Regions from separate parts of the Sus scrofa genome. Here regions 1 and 2 are each linked to region 3. The links are chromatin contacts, called in public Hi-C and promoter capture Hi-C maps. All regions are on one chromosome and are shown on one strand. Each heading gives the region's core, a stretch centred on a gene start, on an enhancer-like site or on the middle of the called end of the contact. The rest is flanking DNA. Distances are from core to core; before and after follow the strand shown. Region 1 holds the start of DLX2 (homeobox protein DLX-2). Region 2 holds the start of DLX1 (homeobox protein DLX-1). Region 3 holds the start of METAP1D (methionine aminopeptidase 1D, mitochondrial).

What was found. Promoter capture Hi-C pulls out the DNA fragments that hold promoters and counts their contacts. Hi-C and Micro-C count contacts between places; a contact is called where the count stands out from the background.
Region 1: a contact with region 3 is called in a Hi-C map of liver, with 2.6 times the contacts expected there. The contact joins the promoter of DLX2 here to the promoter of METAP1D in region 3. A contact is called at or near these places in 1 of 5 promoter capture datasets (liver) and 5 of 47 Hi-C or Micro-C datasets (brain, embryonic fibroblasts, liver and 1 more).
Region 2: a promoter capture Hi-C map of fetal skeletal muscle shows a contact between it and region 3, with 3 times the contacts expected there. The contact joins the promoter of DLX1 here to the promoter of METAP1D in region 3. A contact is called at or near these places in 2 of 5 promoter capture datasets (fetal skeletal muscle and liver) and 4 of 47 Hi-C or Micro-C datasets (brain, embryonic fibroblasts and heart right ventricle).

The regions. Positions count from the first base shown.
Region 1 is chr15:78,202,622-78,207,085 of Sscrofa11.1, reverse strand. DLX2 (homeobox protein DLX-2) reads left to right here and starts at 2,822. Exons shown (of 3, transcript XM_003133477.4): 1 at 2,822-3,569; 2 at 4,065-4,249. The coding sequence starts at 3,173.
Region 2 is chr15:78,185,026-78,189,155 of Sscrofa11.1, reverse strand. It overlaps DLX1 (homeobox protein DLX-1), which reads right to left and starts at 2,460. Exons shown (of 3, transcript XM_013984283.2): 1 at 1,665-2,460; 2 at 805-1,004. The coding sequence starts at 1,977.
Region 3 is chr15:78,094,209-78,098,414 of Sscrofa11.1, reverse strand. It overlaps METAP1D (methionine aminopeptidase 1D, mitochondrial), which reads right to left and starts at 1,714. Exons shown (of 10, transcript XM_021075524.1): 1 at 1-1,714.

The sequences.
Region 1 (4,464 bases), core at 1,573-4,072, 110 kb before region 3:
CCCGGATGGCAGGGGCCTGAAAGGAAGACACAGCAGACCTGTTCTCCAGACTTGCTTGCTGTCTGCAGGAGACTGGCAGCTGTTCAACCAAGGCTTGCAGTAAATACCTTGTGGTTTGCACTATATCAACAGAGATAGGAAGGGTACCTAACTCAAAGGAAGTCATTTCTACCCTGGAGCCTCAGTGTCCATCTTTACAATGGGAACAATAATTCCGTCCTTGCCTGCAAGGGTTCTCACAAGGTTCCCAAGGGAGGCAGGCGATGGTGAGACTCTTTGACCAAAGTGCCTTCCAGACAACCTGGTGGGCATGGGATCCAAAGTGGAAAGGTCTCAGCGATAGTGTTAGATCATATATGATTAGAGCAGAGACACTGAGCCCCTCCCTCTTCTCCCATCCTCCTTCGGGTCCCTTCAGTGTTAAATAAACAAATAATAAGCAAGCCAGCCCAGGCAGAGAGAGAAAACCCGAAAGCAGAGCAGAAAAGGAGAGTGCCCTGAGGCCGAACAGGAATTTTGGCTGCAGGGATCCATCTCCATTCCCCCAAACGCTGTCTGAGCCCCGCTAAACCCCTCTCTGATCACTGTGGAGAGAAGCATAACTGCTCTGAACTGCAGACAAGAGTGTAGATTCTCTACTGCTGTCTCCCTGACTTTAGACCAAAGTGAAGAAGTCATGTGAATAGTGTGATGCAATGATCAGATAATTTAGGCAAACCCAGATTTGTGTCCAGATTATCAGAATTAATGTCTCAAGTCTTTTCTTGATTCTTCAAGTGCAGTTGTAAATTCTGCCTCTCTCTCTCTTTGTTCATTGCCTCTGGTCTTTTCTCCCACATGCACACAGTTCCTTGCTGTCCAGTTAATGGGGGCCTGGGGTCATAGTTCCTTCAAGGAAGGGGCTATTTTCCAGATCTCCGCTGACCTGGACTTTAGGCTATTAATGCAGGTTGTCATAGATAATAAAACAACACACTTGCCACCATGAATAGATCTGGAAGACATGTCTGGGGTGGGAAGAGAGGAACAGAGGAAAGAGAGAAGGCAAGACTACAGAAATTAGATCTTTTATATTTCACTTTCACGGGGAAAACAAGTTTCAAACTCAGGTCAAAACAGCTACCACTGTGGTGACAGAAAAACTTGGAATTTGGTGTCAAGACACCAAAAGGCAATCCTGATTAAATATCAAGAGGTTAACTTTGTGACTGGAGCCCACAAAGCAGCAGGCTATATGTCCCATGGCGGTGAGCCCCATCTCCCAAAGCTTTCTATCTAGCTCAGCCCTCTTCATCCAGGGGCATTTTGAAACCAAAAGGAAGACTAAGAACTAAATCTGGAAGATTTGAAGGTGGATTACCACCTCACTATTCTGCAGAGAGTGTTCTGTGTGGATGCTGGAGTTTTAATTACACACTTGCTTTTTCTGGGGAAGAAAACCAAAGATGATATTTTTCAAAGTATCAACTTGTTTTCCATTAGGCAGTTGTTGTAACAAGTTCTTTCAGCAAAATGTTATGTCTTTAGAAAGGGGTGCTTCAGATGGTGCGCACTAGCACAATTTTGTGGCTTTTAATTACTATTTTGTTCTTTTGGGGTGTTTCAAAGACTGGCGCCTAGGCGTGATTAAACCGTCTACTGGTCCCGCCGCAACCACAAACACCTCCACCAGGTGGCGCCACAAGGCAGGAACTGCGGAGTTCAGTAAAGTCGAGAGTTCTTCCACTCTGGGCCATGATTCCCAATCACCAGGTAATAGAGATAGAGAGGAGGTCGACACTTGAGACTTAAAAGAGGAAATTGCGATGATAGGGCAAAACATGGTCCTAAAGTGAAAAAATTGTAAAAACAGGGTTAAGTGCGAGAGATAAAACTTTTCTATTTGTTTCTGTAAACGTACCAAGTTTTGTAGCATCGAGATGACTCTCTCACTGAAAAATTATCCCATTTCCTTTTTCGTAAAAACGTGGAATTATAAAGTTAGAATGTACTTTGAAGGCCATCTGGTCAGTTTAGTCTAGCTTTCCTATAGAGGAAATCCTCAGGATCGTTTTATCAGTTGTCAATTAGCCACCAGATACACGTAATTACTCTGAGTCTCTGCATGTCAGAAAAGTACAAGGGAAAACGGTTTCAAATATATCATTAGCAATAACCTTAATAATAAGAGCAACCTTTGAATTTATATAGCTTTTCTCTCAAACGACAAGGAAAATAGTTTAAATAGTATCGAATTAATTGTCCTAATATCTCTGTGGGTCGGTTAGGAAGCAGGTATTATCCGTAGTTTATGGATAATTTAAATCAAATCAATTGGCTGGAGTGCAGAGTGGCTGAAAATAGTAAACACCAGACCCTTTGAGGAAAAGCGGAGCTAGAGCTGGCTGGGCTTTCGACACTGCTTTCCTTTAATTAATGTTGGAAAGCTGACCTCGGACATGAAGGTACGAATCACTGGAATTGGTTGGCACTTGTACGCAGAATGGAATGGGAGACCCCAATTTCCTCTTCCTCTGAGGCGAAATGCCGGTCTCCATCTTCACGCCTTATGACCTCCTGAAGCTGGCCACCCTGACTCCCCACCGCCCCCACTCCACTCCTCGCCCAGTAAGTCATATTCAGCAGCCGCCAGTCTGCACCCAAGACCAAGGCAGCAGCAGCGCCCGCACAGTGACACTGCCCCCCCCCCGTCGGGTGTTCCTGGGCGCCCTTAGATTCGCGGCCCGGCGCTTTCGATTGGCTGTTGCTAGGTGACGTCGCCTGAGCTCACGTGACGAGTGTTAAATGCCCACCCTGCAGGAGCCCGCCCCGCAGACAATCGTAAAGCAGCTCCCGGCAGCTCACCTGCTCCCACCTCCCGGAGCCCTGGCCAGGCCCCGCCACCCCTGCCCCCTCCACTGCCCGCCCCCTGCCCGAGCCCGCGCGGGGCAAAGGACCGAGCGGCCCGAGAGGCGGAGAGAGGATGCGGCCCGCGGCAGCTGTCCAGAGCAGTGCACGGTGATCGCCTCCCCCGGAGGAGGAGTTGCCTAGACCATTGCTACATTTCTTGTTTTCCTCCCCCCTCCCCCACTGTAATTACATTGGCTGCTGGAGGGGACTGCGAGAGACGGAGGAGGCGCCTCACTACCCCCCTCGCGCCCGCCACCCCGGCTCTTTCCCGTCCCGGGCCAGGATGACTGGAGTCTTTGACAGTCTGGTGGCTGATATGCACTCGACCCAGATCACGGCCTCCAGCACGTACCACCAGCACCAGCAGCCCCCGAGCGGCGGCGGCGCTGGCCCCGGCGGCAGCAACGGCAGCAGCCTCCACAAGCCCCAGGAGTCGCCCACCCTCCCGGTGTCCACAGCTACCGACAGCAGCTATTACACCAACCAGCAACACCCAGCGGGCGGCGGAGGCGGCGGTGGGGGCTCACCCTACGCGCACATGGGTTCCTACCAGTACCACGCCAGCGGCCTCAACAACGTCCCTTATTCAGCCAAGAGTGGCTACGACCTGGGCTACACCGCCGCCTACACCTCCTACGCGCCCTACGGGACCAGTTCGTCCCCGGCCAACAACGAACCTGGTATGCGTGGTTGACATCTAGGGTGCAAAGTCGGTCTGGTTACTGGGATGGGTGGGATAAAAATGATTGGGGCAGGGGTCCATCCGGAGCCCTCGCCTTTCACTCTGCCGGCTCCCCGCTCGCCCCTCGCCCTTTACCTCCTCAACTTCCAGTCGGCCGAGGATCACTGGGTATGTCCCTCGGTACTCAGTTTGTGGGACCAGGTCGCCTCGGCGGCCGAATGGGTGCACTGTGCATGCCTCGGTAACCTCATTTCCTTACCACCTGCTGCTCTTTTCTCCCGCTTTTGCTCCCGTCCTCCCTTCCCTGGAGGAGCTAGCTCCCTGGTTTGGTGGCGGCATGGGTCCGCCCATGGCGAAGTTGTGCCTGAGCGCCGCAGAGCGTCCCCAAGAACCCGCCTCCCAGCTTAGGCCAGGTTCCACGCTCCCCTCCTGGCGGGCGGGAACTCCTGGGCTCCCCTGATCGCGCGGTTCTCATGATTCCGCTTCACTGCAGAGAAAGAGGACCTCGAGCCTGAAATCCGGATAGTAAACGGGAAGCCAAAGAAAGTCCGGAAACCTCGAACCATCTACTCCAGTTTCCAGCTGGCAGCTCTTCAGCGGCGTTTCCAAAAGACTCAATACCTGGCACTGCCCGAGCGAGCCGAGCTGGCGGCGTCTCTGGGCCTCACCCAGACTCAGGTGAGGGCTCGCGGCCTGGGAGGCACGAGGAGGGCGCTGGCCGGGGATGGCCGAGAAGCAGGCGGGTTCAAGACTGTGTCTTTAAAATATTTTTAGAAGTGATTTTAAGGATTTCGAGGCCGTGCGTGCCTTGGGCGGCCTAAACTTCTACACCGGAAGCTGAAATCCCCCAGGGGGCCACTTCGTGTGAGAAAAGGAAAGAACGAGGGTGGGCA
Region 2 (4,130 bases), core at 1,211-3,710, 90 kb before region 3:
ATAAAAATAATCCAGTGAAGAAAAGAACTGGAGGAAATTTATTTGCAATGCAACCCGTCTTTTTTCCCCCCTCTCAGCCATCATTTCTGGACTTGAGTGGGTTGCGGCCTGAGGAGGCCACAGGATTTTGTTAAACTTTTCATTTGGACTTAAATCAACCTTTCCTTAGTTAGCCTGTTTGCTCTGCCATCTCTGCTCCAAATCATCCCCCCCCACCTCAAGTTGGAAGCCTATGCCAGTCACGATCAGAACGCCAAGGGGTCCTGGGAATCTTAGAGAAACCAGGGAAGGAAGGTCCCATTTCTCCCCCAGGGTCTGGGATCTGGGATGTGAGAGGGCCGAGGAAAGGATTTCCCCCCACCCCCACCCCAGCCCAACACAGTGAGAAGGTGGAGGAGGAGGGAGACAGAGGCTCCGGCCCAGGCCACTAGTGCTTAGCCACACACTTTAAAGGCAAAGAAGGGATTAAGCCCAGAGTCTATTGTTCCAGTTGTTCGGGCACGTGTGACCTCAGAGTCCCCAAACAAAATGTCCAGGGAAATCCTTCCTGCGCCCTAATCAGATTGCTCAGGGCCGGGCTGCCGGCAGCACGGAGTAGAGTGCAGTGACTGAGCCAGGGCAGAGAGAACTATTGAGGAAGCAAAGGCGATGGGAGAGCCAGGGGTGGGACACACACGGACACACACGCACGCACGCACGCACGCACACGGACCCCTGAGGCACATAGAGCAAGAAATGGAACTCTGGGCGCAGGTGGGCCAAGGGAAGCCTGCTTGGCGCCACGGTGGGGCAGCGGCGAGGTACCTGCGTCTGCGTGAGTCCCAGGGAGGCCGCGAGCTCCGCCCTCTCGGGCAGAGCTAGGTACTGAGTTTGCTGGAACCTCCGGTTCAAAGCCTGCAACTGCAAACTGGAATAAATCGTCCTGGGTTTACGGATCTTTTTCCCCTTGCCATTGAAGCGCACTTCACCGCCTTCCACCACAGTGCTCTTCTCGGAGTCAGCCCCTGAAGGAACAGCAGATGTGGGGGCCGTTGTTAATGCAAAGGACCAACTTTAGTGCGTGGAGCTGATAGCAAGTGACAGCAGAGGGATGGCAGAGGCTGGGCCAGGAGTGAGAATGCTCAAGAAACTCTGAAAGTCAGGGAAGGGTTCCGCCAAGTCCAAAGGGCAGGCCCCTGGCCGCTGCAAGCGAACTGGGGCAGTTCACAGGCGCGCAACTCTTGCCTTTGCAGGAAAAGTTTGCAATTTTTGCAGGCGGTAGTTGAGGTTTAATTACCCTTAATTGCATACATTGTTTATAGCGCTACGCAATAAATAATTACCGAGACTAATACGTGCACATGTGGGTTTCTGTTTTCCAGCGGGGCATTGTGTTTTCCACGCATGGAGCCGCCCAGAGGCCCAGCCAGTGTCAGGGGACGCTCTCGGATTTATCCTTTGCTGGATAGTTGCAAGTTGGGTGGACATATTATATATTTTTAAAGTATCTTTGCTACGACAGGGATTGATACCCGAAACCTCCCTCTACTGCCTGGCGCCCTCCCCACCCCCATCCCATTTCTCTCTCTCCCCCTCTCTCTCTCTTTCTCTCTCTCTCTCTTCTCTCCCTCTTCCTCTCCCTCCCTCCCTTCCTGTCTCTTCCTCTCCCTGGCAGGCTCACGTACCTGGGTCCTCCAGGCGGCTCTGGGCGAGGCTGGCGCTGCCCGGGTAGGACTGCACCGAACTGATGTAGGGGCTGGACGCGTGGCTGCTGACCGAGTTGACGTAGGGGTAGCCCAGCGGTCGGGAGAAGGACGAGGCCGAGCTGTAGGCGCCGTCGGGCTGCGAATGGCCCGCCGAGTGTAAACAGTGCATGGAGTAGTGCCCGTGGGACATGGGAGAAGGAGACATTTGCTGGTTGGGCGGCCCAAACTCCATAAACACCGCCTTGCCCGACACGGGGCTGTTGAGACTTTCTGGCATGGTGGTCATGGTCATCTCTTCTCGCGGGGTCTAGGTGTGGGTCTCTCTCTCTCCTCTGCTTCCCTTTTTGGGGTCTCTGTGTTTCTCAGGACAGGAAGGAACCCAATTTAAGCGGAACAGGGGTTTTCACTTTCCATTCATAAGAAAATGGAGTTTGCCTCTTTGAAAAGTCTAAGCATGATGCTGCCGAGCTCCCCAAACTCGCTTCAAAGCTTTGACTCAGCCAAGGTCATAAATATTCATGAGCTGGCGGAGCTGATTGGTCCGCTGTCTTGCATAATCACCGGGGATTGGTCCGAGGCGCTCCGGCTCCGCTGGACTAGAGCGGGCGAGGCGGCTCGGCCTCGGGAGAGACGCATCCACACTTCCCGGCCGGGGCTCCTCTGCAACAGAGCGCGCCGCGTGGGGCGCACAATGGGCTGCGGCGCTCGCTCCGGGACCTACGCGGCCCGCGGCTCTTCAGCCTCCCACCTCCCCGGCGCCCCTTACTTCCCAGAAACCAAGCAGCGGCTCCGCTCTGCTGCCCTCCCCCTCCTACTGTCCCCACCCTTTGCCCGCCCCCACAACACCGGGGACCAGCGCACCGCTTCTCCTAGCCGCAGCTACCCAGTCCGGTGCTGAGCTAGGGCGGCTCTCGAGCCTTACTGCGGCCTCTGGAGCCCAGAGTCGCGCAATGGTTGCGCCGGAGGCGGTCAATAGAGCGCTGTCCTCCAGAGAGTCCTGTGCCTTGAGCAGCGCTCTCCTGGCGGCGCCTCCCCGACCTGGGTCCACTCTGCCACATCCCTGGGGGCGTGTTTGGGGCCCTCCGGGCGAACTCACTCACTCGGCCGCCGCGCCGCCGCCGCTCCCTGGGGCCCGCTCGCATTGCTCCAGGCCAAGCTGGCCACTCCAGCTCCAGGCTACACCGGTCTGATTAAAGCAGTGCGCGCGGAGCCAGGAACCCGCGCTTCTCCTCCCAGGAAAGACGGCCGTACCGCCCCCTCCCCCCAACCCACACCCCCCCTCTTTCCCTCCCAACCTTCCTCCGCCTCCCCCTCCCTTCTCCACTCCCTCTGAGCCAAGCGTCCGGCTCACTCGCCCCAAAGGCGCGGCGCAGAGTAGAGCCCAGGAGTTGGCGGGCTCAATTCTGCTTGGGCTGAGGACGCCAGGTGGTCATTTTCCGGCCTCCTGGGGTCTGGCGAGAGCACCCAGGGTGTAGGAGTCCTGGGGGACACCGAAACCCGCGGCAAAACCAGGCCAGTTGTAAGATCGAGTATCTGTGTGTAGACACGTCTCTCATTGTCGCCCAGGATCCTCCTCATCTCCAGGGGTCAAAGCGGGCGCCACTGGGCCTGGGGCAGGGCTGGTGAAGGCAAAAGCTGCCGCGGCGCCTTCTGTCTTCTGGGGCGCTAGGTACAGAAAAGCACACAAAAGCCCCCGCAGCCACCACAACACAACCACCCCCGTGAGGCGTGGCGCGCACCACGCTGGCTGTGAGGGGCTGTTGGTTCCCCATCCCGCCAGCCCCACGGTGAATCCCAAATTACTTTGTTAGGTAATTAGAAAGTGTTGATAATTATTTCTTTCATAATTTAGCGTGTGACGAGAACGGGGAAATGATCTTGTGAAAGTTCACACGTGCAGATGTATTAGTTACTGATTCATTTGATTAAATGGTAGTCTCAAGTGCTCAGATCCGCAGCTGAAGGCGCCCCATTAGCATAACACTGATGTTTAATTTTCATACGCATAATTAGCCATATATTTAACACTAATAGCAACATGCAGCCTTTCAGCGTTAAACAGCCCCGGATTTGATCTGGCCTGAGCTGAACCTTCGCCGAGGCACCTTCCCCTGTCTAGAGTGCGCAGTGATCACAGGACAAACCTCTGTAATCAAGCACATTTTGGCAGAGGGAACACCAATAAAAATGAACATTCAAAACAAATTACATCCGTGCTGTCGTTACAGATATCAACGGAAGGGGCTTCTCTTTTTTAACTTCTGTAGCAGCAGCTGCTGCCCGCGGAATTCCTCTCCTTTGGTTTAAGTGTACGATGTTGGGGGGTAGAAGTATTTCAGGCAGCAGTGGTTGGAGCAAAAAGAAAAACAAAAGCAAAGCAAATCAAAACAACCAATCCTCCAAACCAATAACGGGTTTGCCAACGTTTAAAAAGATTTTTCTTTC
Region 3 (4,206 bases), core at 465-2,964:
TCTCGCTCCTAGCCCCGCCCCGCTGGTTGGAGCCTTCCAGTCGCGCAGCCCTGCCGAAGACCTGAGGCGACGAGGCCGCCTGAGGGGAGCGCGCGTGCGCGCCGGGGGCTGACTGCAGGCGTCCCGGCGGCAGAGCGGCTCTGGCACCGGGGCCAGTAGGGAAACCCTCGGCCGGCCGAGCCTGCTCCGGCCGCGAGAGGCGGGCTCCAGCCGCGGTTTGCGCGCTCGCTCTGAGCCCCCGCGCCCAGGTAGGATGGAAGAAGCCTGTCAGGTAAGCGTGGTACCCAATATTTGTAGCATCAACATTTTGGTGCATGGAAACATAAAGTTGGGAGGAAAAAAAATAAAGCACAATCTAGCGTTCAACCTAGCACTTTGCATCGTCTGCCACTTTGTTGCAAATTATTTCCCTGGATTTTAGGTGAAAGGTAAAATTTGGTTCAAAGTCACCAGCTGCCCCTTTGCTGTCCCAGAAACGTAGGTTACTCAGCGGAGACAACAGACAAGACAGGATCCGTGTGCAGCTGCAAAATCTATTCTGGGTACCACAGCGGGTATACAGGAGACTTTTCTTTCCCCAAGGACACCTCTCGTTCAGAGGTATTAGCTGGAGCCTTAATCCTAAATTTGACTCTTAAGAATGACAGGATGACGTCTGCCAATTGCGCTGCCAAAAGATGAAGCCTGCAGAAGGCCAGTTATGAATCAAGTGAGGGAGCTGATGTATTCCTAGTGATGATGGTGCCCATTTTTACCAAATTCACTGTTCCTTTTATATGAATTCTGGGGCAGATTTCCATCCTGTCATGGACCTGATATTATTCATCTTGGTGGCCTGGTACCCAGCAAAGAGCCTGATAGTCAAGGAATGTCTGGTGAATTGCACTCTCCATGGACCCAGTCAAACCGAGAATGTAAGAGTTTCCCAGACTGTTAAATGCAGTAAAGATTAATAAGGATTCTTGGTGAATGTGTATGATGTCTCCTAATTATTTTTTAAGAATTTAACTATACATTCAGTGAAAAACCCAGACAGTTCAGAAATGAGTAAAGAAAAAAGTGTAAGACCCCTTTCTCACCCTCTCTACACACCACAAATCTCACTCTTGAGTCAAGCACTATGCTTTTTACAAATTCCATGCTTTTTACAAATATATGTAAATATTTTAAATGGAATCACATATACTTACTTTTACAACTTTTTCCATAAAATCTTAGCACACTATGCTGGAGCTCATTCTTTTTTATGAGTACAGAGTCCTGATATTTTTACTTTAAAAAAAAAAAGAAGTTTTTTGCCACACCTGCAGCATATGGAAGTTCCTGGCCCAGGGATCACACCTGTGCCACATCAGTGACAATGCTGGATCCTTAACCCACTGAGCCACCAGGGAACTCCCTGTGTTTCTTTTAAAGAGGGTGAATTCGGGTAGTTCATTAAAGGACACATCTGTACTTCTTGGAGATCTGGTTTTATATGCTTTTGGGTCACCCTGAAAAATAAAGAGAAAAAACGTTTTCCACTGAGGTAAAGATGTACAAGAATGAGAATGAAATGTACTCTTTAGAGTAACTTCAAGCCCCATCTTTTTCAAACACAGATCAATTCCAAGGAGAGAGTTTTTGAACATGGTAAATCTGCCCTCTGTGTAACTGAAGCCAGCAATCTATAGGAAAAGAGCCCAATAGTTAGCAGAGCACCAAGTATCAGGAGGTGTACCGAAAAAAAAAAAAAAAAAAAAAAAAAACCCAGAATCCTTAGAGAAACATCAGAAGGCATTAAGCCCAATTTCAGACACATCTGAAATAGAACACACATTCATGTGATTCAACTCAGCCAATCTCTGGAAAACAAATGCACAATTTATTCCCCTGCAAGTAGAAGGAAAAGGAAACACTATGAGAACTCAGATGGCACCACCATAGTGGAATCCATTGAGGAAATCCCCAATAAATTCAGCATAGAATGTGGAGAAGCTGGATGAGCTTGAGATGAACTTGCACAAGTGATAGCTTGTCCACTGATACTTGATTTAGCTTCTTTCATCACATCCATCTGATGTTAGATTAAAAACTGGAATTCTCGGAGTTCCTCTGTGGCCCAGTGGGTTAAGGATCCAGTGTTGTCACTGCTGTGGCTTGGGTTGGTGCTATGGTGCAGGTTTGATCCTTGGCCCAGTAACTTCCACATGTTGTGGGCTTGGCCAAAAAAAAAAAAAAAAATACTGCTACTCAGCCATAAAAAAGCCATGAAATAATGTCATTTGCAGCAACATGGATGGACCTAGAGATTATCATACTCTTATCTCTTCTGACAGAAAGACAAATACCACATGGTATCACTTATATGTGGAATCTAAAATATGACACAAATGAACTTATTTCCAAAACAGAAACAGACTCATAGACATAGAAAACAAACTTACGGTTGCCAAAGGGGAAAGGGTGAGGGAGGGATAAATTGGGAGTTTGGGATTAGCAGATACAAACTACTGTATATAAAATGAAAAACAAGATCCTACTGTATAGCACAGGAAACTATGTTCAATATTTTTAATGAACCATAGTGGAAAGAATCTCAAAAAGAATGTGTATTCCTTCTTGAACTGGCTTCTCAGTTTTACTATCTGAATCAGAAAAACAATCTTTTGATTTCATTTCAGGATTGTTTCTTAGCATTTTATTCTATGGCTTTAGAAGAATAGTTCCATTCCTGCCCTCCAATGTGTTCACTTTTACCATGAGGAAATACTTGTATTTATTTACTTTTTTTTTTTTTTTGGCTGCACCTGTGGCATATGGAAGTTCCCAGGCTAGAGATTGAATCCAAGCTGCAGCAGTGTCAGATCCTTAACCCACTGCACCACAGTGGGAATTCCTGTTTACATTTTTTAAGTCAAATGAACATTCTTTCCAAGAACACAGAGTCCTGCATAAACATAATCTGCACATATAACAGGAACCTGTCTAAATAGCTGACTGGACCCCTGTAAAGTTAGGGTCCAGCTTCAAATGATTATGTTCAGGCAGAAAGTTTCTAGAACACTCTTTTAGCCAACTTGCTGGCAGAATATTGTTTCCCGTACCAATCGCTTGAGAGTATGCTGGATATGTTACTGCATAATCCAGGGGGACCCTTAGACAAAATGTATAAATGTTCTTTTTTTTTTTTTTTTTGGAAAAGTAATGTCATATTTAAGGCAGTTGTGAAAAATGAAGGGGCTTTCTCCTTGCCACGTGTGCCCTCTTCCTTCGTCTCTAGCAGTGGCAAGAAAAAGCCAGGAAGCAAGGGAGAGGGCCTCCTGGCCCTCCCATTTTTGATTTGTATAATGTCATTTTCTGGGCCATGTAACTTCTAGGCAAATGAAACTAAGTCCCACCCCCTTCTAATAAGATTGCCCTCCCATGGAGTTCCCGTCATGGCTCAGTGGTTAACAAATCTGGCTAAGAACCATGAGGTGGCGGGTTTGATCCCTGGCCTCACTCAGTGGGTTAAGGATCTGTTGTTGCCTTGAACTGTGGTGTAGGTCGCAGACGAAGCTCGGCTCCCGCATTGCTGTGGCTGTGGTGTAGGCCGCTGGCTACAGCTCCAATTCGACCCTGCCTGGGAACCTCCATATGCCCTGGGTGCAGCCCTAGGGAAAAAAAAAAAAAAAAAAAAAAGATTGCCCTCCCTGAGCCCCTTCTACCTTGAAATTCTGAAGATTTTGTGGATCTATAGCCATTTGTAGGCCTAATCCAAGTGGACTCAGTAAATAACATGCTGCCCCTCCTGAGCAGCCTGTCAGTGTAATTAAGCAGAGGAGAATGGGACCAGATAGGGCTAACTTAGCTATAGGGTAAGACCAAACTTTGTTCCAAGGGAGTTTTGTTGCTCTCAGGCCCCTAGTCTGGACTGCATTCATTTCAAGCCTGTCCAGCCTCTTGATTTGAAAGATATTATAGACTTGTAAGCAGAAACAGTGCCTCAGCATACCAGCCTATCCATTGTTGGAGCAGCAGCCCACCTGGTATGGTGGCCTCGGCCAAGGAGAGGAGGTAGTAGAGGCTATAAGGAAGAGGGTGAGGGTGGTCTCAGACCTCACTCATTGATATATCTGAGTTTTTTCTTTTTTTTTTACTTTTTAAAATTGAGGTATAGCTGATTTATATTTTTTACTTTTTAAAATTGAGGTATAGTTACAAGTATACAACATGGTGATCCTA